2 separate regions of the Sus scrofa genome follow, and region 2 is linked to region 1. Evidence: chromatin contacts called from public HiChIP or PLAC-seq data. All regions are on one chromosome and are shown on one strand. Each heading gives the region's core, a stretch centred on a gene start, on an enhancer-like site or on the middle of the called end of the contact. The rest is flanking DNA. Distances are from core to core; before and after follow the strand shown.

Region 1 (3,790 bases), core at 470-2,969:
TTTCCTATGCATGCCTGGTCTCTCCATCCAGACTAAGTCTGCCTTCTACTTCTAGAATCCCTGACATACGTAGAGCAGCTCCTGCATATCTGCCATAAGGAAAATAATAATAATAAGTATATAGGAGTTCCCACTGTGGCTCAGCAGGCTAGGAACCCAACTAGTATCCATGTGGATGCGTGTCTGATCTCTGGCCTAGCTCAGTGGATTAAGGATCTGGCATTGCCACGAGCTGTGGTGTAGGTCACAGATACAGCTCCCATTCGACCCCTAGCCTGGGAACTTCCATATGCCACAGGTGCATCCCTAAAAAGTAAAAAATAATAATATGTATATGACAGCCTAGAGATGGAAATTTTTTTTTCCTGATAGTAGTAATCTCTCTGGGTACCTTCACTGTCCCTTGATTGGCTTCTCAGCTCTTCTGTCACCAATGCAATCAATCTCCCAAATTAAATTCCCTTTGAGGTAAACACTGGAAGTACTTTCTGTTTCCCTCTTTAAGATCCTAATTGATCATATATTAATGAGAGTGACAGACTCAGGCGAGAAGAGAGAGTGCAGGATGGCATTTACAAAGGGACAGGATGAGGTCTCCTTTAGGAGGTCGCCTTAAAAAACCATCACCTGGAATCCCAATGTGATCACAGCAAGATGTGGTCAGAGGGCTCTTACCTCCAAACCCGATACAGAACCCTTCAACTACTCAGGCAGCTGCCAATGGAAAAGGCCATTCCCACAGTTGTCACTAAGAATTTTCATAGCTCACATTTGTACTATTAAACCTGTCAGTCTCCAGTGAGTTCAGGAGTCTGACAGCTAATGTGAGAGCAAGTTCTATGAAGTTACTTTTTTACACTCATTTTTGTTTCAGAATTTTATAGACTAATGAAGTGTCTCCACTGAGTGTACAACATACAATAGCAGTCATGCTGATTATCTCCTCAGAAAAGAATACGTCTTGTTTTTTTTTCTATTTGGAGAACAGACCTAAAAAGGTCTCTCTGAAGATTAAATTCTACCATCAGTCAAAGAAACAAAAGCATCAAAGGGGGGAAAAAGGAATTTGAATGCAATATTTCTTCTGTATTTTCATAATTTACATTTTCTCTGATTAAAACAAACAATTTAAAAGGGGAAAGGAGGGGGCCAGGAGAGGGAGGGAGAAGCCTGGGTGGAACTTGACTATAAAACTCATTCCTCTTGGGACTATGCCCACATCAGAAACTACTTGAGCTCACTCTTGTAATTTAATAAGATGTCATCAGATCCCTCTGACATATTTATAGCCTTACAACTACTTGGTGCAAAATCCATGTGCTTCATGTAAAGCAAGTTAGATAATCACAGACACTCTGTTCTGTGATCGACAGCTACCCAAAGTCATGTGTGCCAGGTGCGCTGGCAGGAGCCCTGGGCTAGGGCTGCGAGATGTGGGCCCTGGGCTTGTTTCTCCAACTGCTGAGCAGGGTGATTCTGCGCTAGGCGCTCAGTGCACTGGAAACTCAGTTTCCCGATGTGTAAAACAAGAGGCTTAGGTTCCTTCCAGCTCTGACAGGTCTTGTTAGCTATCCTGAATCCCAGGATCTGTGGGAACTACAGATTAGAAATTGCACCTCTGGGATAAGAAGGAGTCCATTAACTGCTCTGTATCATTCATCTGTGATGGCAAAATAATTCGAAAAGACTCTTACTCATTTTTCTCCACTTGCCCAGCCTCCTCCCCTCCCACCCTGTGGTTCTTTGTTGCTTTCTTGAATGTGTCCCTCTGAACTTCCTTCTTCTGTTCCTCCCACCTCAGTCTGGTTCATTCTCAAATCTTTTGGTGTCTCTTGCAGTTCTCGCTTTAAATTTCTAAACCATTCTCTGATCTATGGCCATGATTTTCTCTGTGCTGAAGAAGCTCACTGTTTTGTTTGTTTGCTTGTTTTGTTTTTGTTTTCGTTTGCTTTCTAGGGCTGCACCCGAGGCATATGGAAGTTCCCAGGCTAGGGGTTGAATCAGGGCTACAGCTGCTGGCCTACACCACAGCCATAAGAATGCCAGATCCGAGCCTATGACCTACCCACAGCTTGTGGCAATGCTGGATCCTTAACCCAATGAGCGAGGCTGGGGATTCAACCTGCATCCTCATGGATATTACTGAAACCTACTGAGCCAAAATGGGAACTCTCTGAAGACTCTCACTGTAACAAGGAGGCTGCCCCTCTCTCCAGGATCCTTAATATCTAGTTTCCTAACTGTTAGAAACATAATTGTCTTTTCCATGAGCTGTGGTCCCAAGAGGGGTGCTACAGGCACCCCACCTGACTGACAGACACCACATTCTGGGGAGATTCAAAGGCATAAATGCTTGGCGGTAGACACCATCTAAAAGGCAGACAAGTCCTAATACAGACAGAAGCATAACCACATGTCCTGGGGTTGCCCTAACAAATTACCTCAGGCTGGGTGGCTTAAACAACAGAAATGTTTTGCGTCATAATTGTGGAGGCTGGAAGTCTCAAATCAGGGTATTGGCAGAATTGGTTTCTTCTGAGGGCTACGAGGGAAGGATCCGGTCCAGGCTCCTCTCCTTGGCTTGTAGACGGCATCTTCTCCTTGTGTCTTCACTTATTCTTCCTTTCATACACGGTTCTGTGTCCAGGTTTCCTCTTTTTATAAGAACACCAGTCACAGTGGATGAGGACTCACCCTAATTATCTCCTTTTAGCTCAATTACCTTTGTAAAGACTTTGTCTTTAAGTAAGAACACATGCTGAGGTACTGAGGGTTAGAACCCCAACACAGGCACTTTGAGGGGAGATACAATTCAACCCACAAACATCGTGCCCCGGAAATGACATCAGACACACTGAGGTCTCATTTTCAGTGTCTAAAGAAGGGTTTCTCAAACTTCAGTGTGCTCCCAGTCACCTGGGGACTTTGTCAAAATACAGAATCTAATTCAGTATGTTGGGGGTGGGGCTGCCTGAGATTCAGTGTCTCTGTGCAAATTCCCAAGTGATGCTAATGCTGGTTCCTGGGCCACAGTTTGAAGAGCAAAGATCTAAAGGACAGTTTATAGACTGTTCTCATTTCGAGGACAGGACAGTCATACTGGAAAAGACTATTGATGGGAACAGGGCTTTCTGTCACCAAAAAGGAAACAATGGTATGTCCTATATCTTCCTTCCAGGCTTGCATTCAGTTGAGTAGAATGCAGAACAGCACAGTAAATATTTGTACCTGGCAGTCACTTACCCTTATGATACTGGACCTGCTTGCTGTTGTTACTACAGCTGCAAGAGCATCATAATCACACAAACAAATACAATATTTTTACGTATGTTGCAGTTCCTCTATCTGTTCAAAATAAACTTCAACTGGGTTGTTAAAGCAATAGGCACCATAAAAAAATATATGTATGCAACAATAAACTGGATTTCTATCAAGAGAAGATATTTAAAAAGGAAAATATCACAACAAGCTGATAGAATTTTTCTTTTTCTTTTTTTTTTTTTCTTTTAGGGCTGCACCCATGGCATATGTTGGTTCCCAGGCTAGGGGTTGACTCGGAGTTGTAGCTGTTGGCTGGCACCATAGTCACAGCAATGCAAGATCCAAGCCGTGTCTACAACCTACACCACACCTCATGGCAACGCCAGATCTTTAACCCACTGAGCAATGTCAGGGATAGAACCTGTCTTCTAGTGGATGCTAGGCAGATTTGTTAACCACTGAACTACTACAGGAACTCCCACAATGAGCAAATAGATTTAACTGAAGATACAACCCTTTACAAAATAGA
Region 2 (3,784 bases), core at 1,257-3,756, 180 kb before region 1:
AGTTGTTTAATTGAGACACAATGTCACTTAAGTAATAAGTGGCTGTCAGGACAAGAAGAAAGGTTTTCTGACCAAAGAATTTTAGTTGCTTTTTTGTTTTTTAAGTTTTTGCAAAGGTACAGCTATTTCTCAATGTTTCTAATGCTTTAAATTTCCGTATACTAAAGAAAGATTATTTGTACCGTATTTTTTACTTCCCTATATAACAGATTTTTTTAAACGTCTGACAAAAAATTTTTCACAGAACAACCTAATTTTTCTCACTGATGATTAGCAATGCTTTGCATAGTTTCAGCTGTTCCTTATAGCCCTGGACGAAGCAGAGATTGCTTATATATATCACTGACTTCACTATGCTGGCCTTTTCTTGATAATTAAGTAATAAAACTGAGCTTTTAATCACTATATGAGCAATTCTACTTCAAGAACAATTCTCTTTTCCATTGGAATTTACATACAATGGTCAACATTTAACCAAATGTTTAAGTACAGGCATTAAAAATAACCACCCTCTCTATCTTCTTTCCATGCTTTGCCAGCCACAGGGAAGTCAATCCTGGCATCCTTCCTTTCTTGATTAGTCCACAATCTCAGTACACTGATGACTTCATGAAAAGTTGTAGTTTTATAGTTTAATATGGTTTTTCTCATTGTGACAGTGGTAGTGGTATCCTTTCCAGCTTCCTCTATCCTAGAAAAGCAAATTTATGCCTCATTCTTTTGTTTGTTTGTTTGTTTTGGGGCCGCACCTGTGGCATATGGAAGTTCCCAGACTAGGGGTCAAACTGGAGCTGTAGCTGCCTGCCTACGCCACAGCCACAGCAATGCCAGATCCCAGCTGCATCTGTGACTTACACTGCAGCTCACAGGAACGTCAGATACTTAACCCACTGAGAGAGGCCAGGGATCGAACCTGCGTCCTCATGGTTACTAGTCGGATTCATTACCACTAAGGCACAATTCAAACTCGTCTCATTCTTTTTAACGGCTGCACTCTGTCATTGTCACATAGAAAATATGAAGATAATTCTATTTAGGCTATATTTGCAGAAAATTTAGCACTCTATCCTGTTCATAGTTTTAAATAAACTTTAAAAAAAAATCAATGTCACTCATCTTTTAAAGTAAATCTTCCATAAAACAATATACAAAAGAAATAAAAGAGAAGCTGTCTAAATGAACAAGGATGAACCACCCTCTCTGCTCTTGTGATGATCCCAGTGCTGCTAGGATTTAAGGAAACATTTTGCAGCTTTGAACTATACATTAGAAACTGGTTTAGGCAAACTCAGTACTGAGCTTGAGCACACTACACTCATTTCCAAAATTTTCATGATTTCTCCCTTCTATAATAATATACCCCTAATATAAGTAAATGCACAAAAATTCGGCTGGATTTTCAAGATATGATATCTCTTGACATAAATGCAGTTAGAACTTCTTATCCTTTCTTCCCACATCCCACTGGACTACCTCCCACATTCCTCGGAAGACAAGAACCCCCAACTTGCAGATCATGCTTTCAGCAAATGCCTGTTTAATTCACCCTCTAGAGTAATAGGTGACCTCCTTTGTTTCCCATGCCTCTTCTCTTCCTCACTGTTGCATTGCCGGGTCCACTGATTCCTCATAACTACAGCATAGCTGACTTTAAGGAGCTAGCCCAACGGGGGCTTGGCTGCAAGGAAAGAAAAGCAGCCTTGATACCCTCATGGCTGGAACAGAGGACTGTACTAACTTCTTTGGGGTGGGTGTCTACATTGTGCCCTGGAATAATCCTGTTGGCACTAACCACCACTGCCACGCTTCTGAAATTTCATTCAATTTTCCATTGATGGCCAGTTCTGGTCATAGGAAACTCAAGGAGGAATTCCTAAACACAATTCAAATAGGAGGGAAGGAGCATGTAAGAGGGACAGTAAAAGGGGATGGGGTTTCTCCATGGTAGCCTATTGCTACCTAGCTAATTCAGCAGGTTTATAGAAGAGACGTCCATCTGTAAGTATGCTACAAGAGTCTGCTTGCATTTTAGTTTTATATCTACTCGGTTAATCACCACTTATTTTACAGTGGAAAAAACCCATGTTTAAAATAAGTTGAAGATACCCCTACTATAGTCAGAACTGTTTTACAGATCAATTAGCCAGGTCCTATGGGAAAAATGTACCCAAGTTTTGACTGAATCATTGACTAGAGTACTGGGCTAAACCACCAGCAAGTATAGCCTGAATAGTAGTGGCTATGATTTGGTAAAACAGTAAAGTATAAGGTCAGTTAAAAGGAATGTTTGTCAGTGATGAAGTTTAATTCTTTTAGGAAATGGGGAGCACTTTTCAAGTTAATCTCAGCCTGGAGTTCCTTATCTCCTCCAGAAGATAAAGAGGAATATCATCACTTCTACCACCACAATAGTGGGAAAATCAAAGGCAGTGTATATTAGTAGTCAGAACTGCCATGTGCAGTTAACCATCCTGTGCACTGAACAACTTTTAAGGGAATCATCCCTATCATAATCACATGAATATCAGATGACCAGGTAGTGAGTCATACGCATGCTATTGACTCAGACTATTTTAGAATCCTAGCCTGTTTTCTAATAGCGCTCTAATCCTGGACAAGTTATTTAACTTCTGTGGGCCTCTATTTTGTCATACATCAATAAAAGTAATAATTTTCATCATAGGCTAGTTATGAATATTAAATAATATAATAGTAAAAAGTTCTTAATCCTGTTGGGTAGGAAGAATAATGACTTCCAAAAATGTCCACATCCTAATCCCCAGAACCTATGAATATGTTATGCTACATGACAAAAGGCAATAAAAAGTTGCAGGGGGAATCAAGGTGATAAAATAGCTAATCTGAAGATAAGAACATAGTCCTGGGTTATCTGGATGGGCCAACACAATCACACAAGCCCTTAATAGCAGAAAAGGAAGACAGAAGAGTAGGTCAGAGAGAGATATAATAACAGAAAAAAAAGAGAGAGAAAGGGAAAGATTTGCAACCTGAGATAGACTCAAATTAGCTGAAGACGGAGGAAGGGGCCATGAGCCCACAATTACTAGCAGCCTCTAGAATCCGAGAAGTTCCCTCAGCTGAAAGCCAGCAAAGAAACAGGGACCTCAGTTCTACAAATGCCAGGGACAGAATTCTGCTGAAACTTGGGTTGAACAAGAAAATAGACTCTTCCCCAAAGCCTCCAGAAAGGAATGCAGTCTGCTAGCACCTTGGCTTTAGCCTAGGGAGACCCTTTTTGGACTTTTGATCTGAAAAACTATGAGATAATAAATGTGTACTGTTTTGAGTCATCCAGTTTGTGGTAACTTGCTATAGCAGCAACAGACAATCAAAACGAATATATCCACTGATGCAACTGCTACACATGTGATCCTCAATCCAATCTTTCAAAATATTCCCTGAGGGGCTACTCGGTATCAGACACTATTCAAAGTACTGGGATCCCACAAGAAACAAACTAGCAAGGGCTCTGCCTTCACAGAGCTTACCCTTCAGGGGAACATAATCAGTTCTAGAACAAGGGGCAGGAAGATGCTGACACCAGCTGTACGCACCCTATGAATATATTATCTAAGAAAGTAAACCTCTTCAGAAATACAGGTGAGGAATGGTGAGCAACAGTGGACAAAGGAGTTGAGAAGTCTCCATATTAGTTTTCGTTTTTTTCTTAAGGTGCTAGTATAGGTAAATGATATTTAAACCACCGCAACAAAAATAGGCTCTATGAAGAGGATTATTTCACCCATTTGATAAATCAAGAATG

What was found. HiChIP or PLAC-seq counts read pairs in DNA pulled down with a chosen protein or histone mark.
Region 2: an H3K27ac HiChIP or PLAC-seq map of alveolar macrophages shows a contact between it and region 1. The contact joins two enhancer-like sites. A contact is called at or near these places in 1 of 47 Hi-C or Micro-C datasets (embryonic fibroblasts) and 1 of 2 datasets of contacts at active chromatin or transcription factors (alveolar macrophages).

What each region holds. Positions count from the first base shown.
Region 1 is chr8:83,579,115-83,582,904 of Sscrofa11.1, reverse strand. No RefSeq gene overlaps it. Among named protein-coding and RNA genes, the nearest start is that of HHIP, 97 kb to the left of the region's middle. Within about 2 kb of position 1,719, at least 1 of the 83 cell types and tissues checked has an H3K27ac peak or open chromatin away from gene starts, as enhancers often do. A contact at or near this core is called in alveolar macrophages, where this site is marked.
Region 2 is chr8:83,758,658-83,762,441 of Sscrofa11.1, reverse strand. No RefSeq gene overlaps it. Among named protein-coding and RNA genes, the nearest start is that of HHIP, 82 kb to the right of the region's middle. Within about 2 kb of position 2,506, at least 2 of the 83 cell types and tissues checked have an H3K27ac peak or open chromatin away from gene starts, as enhancers often do. A contact at or near this core is called in alveolar macrophages, where this site is marked.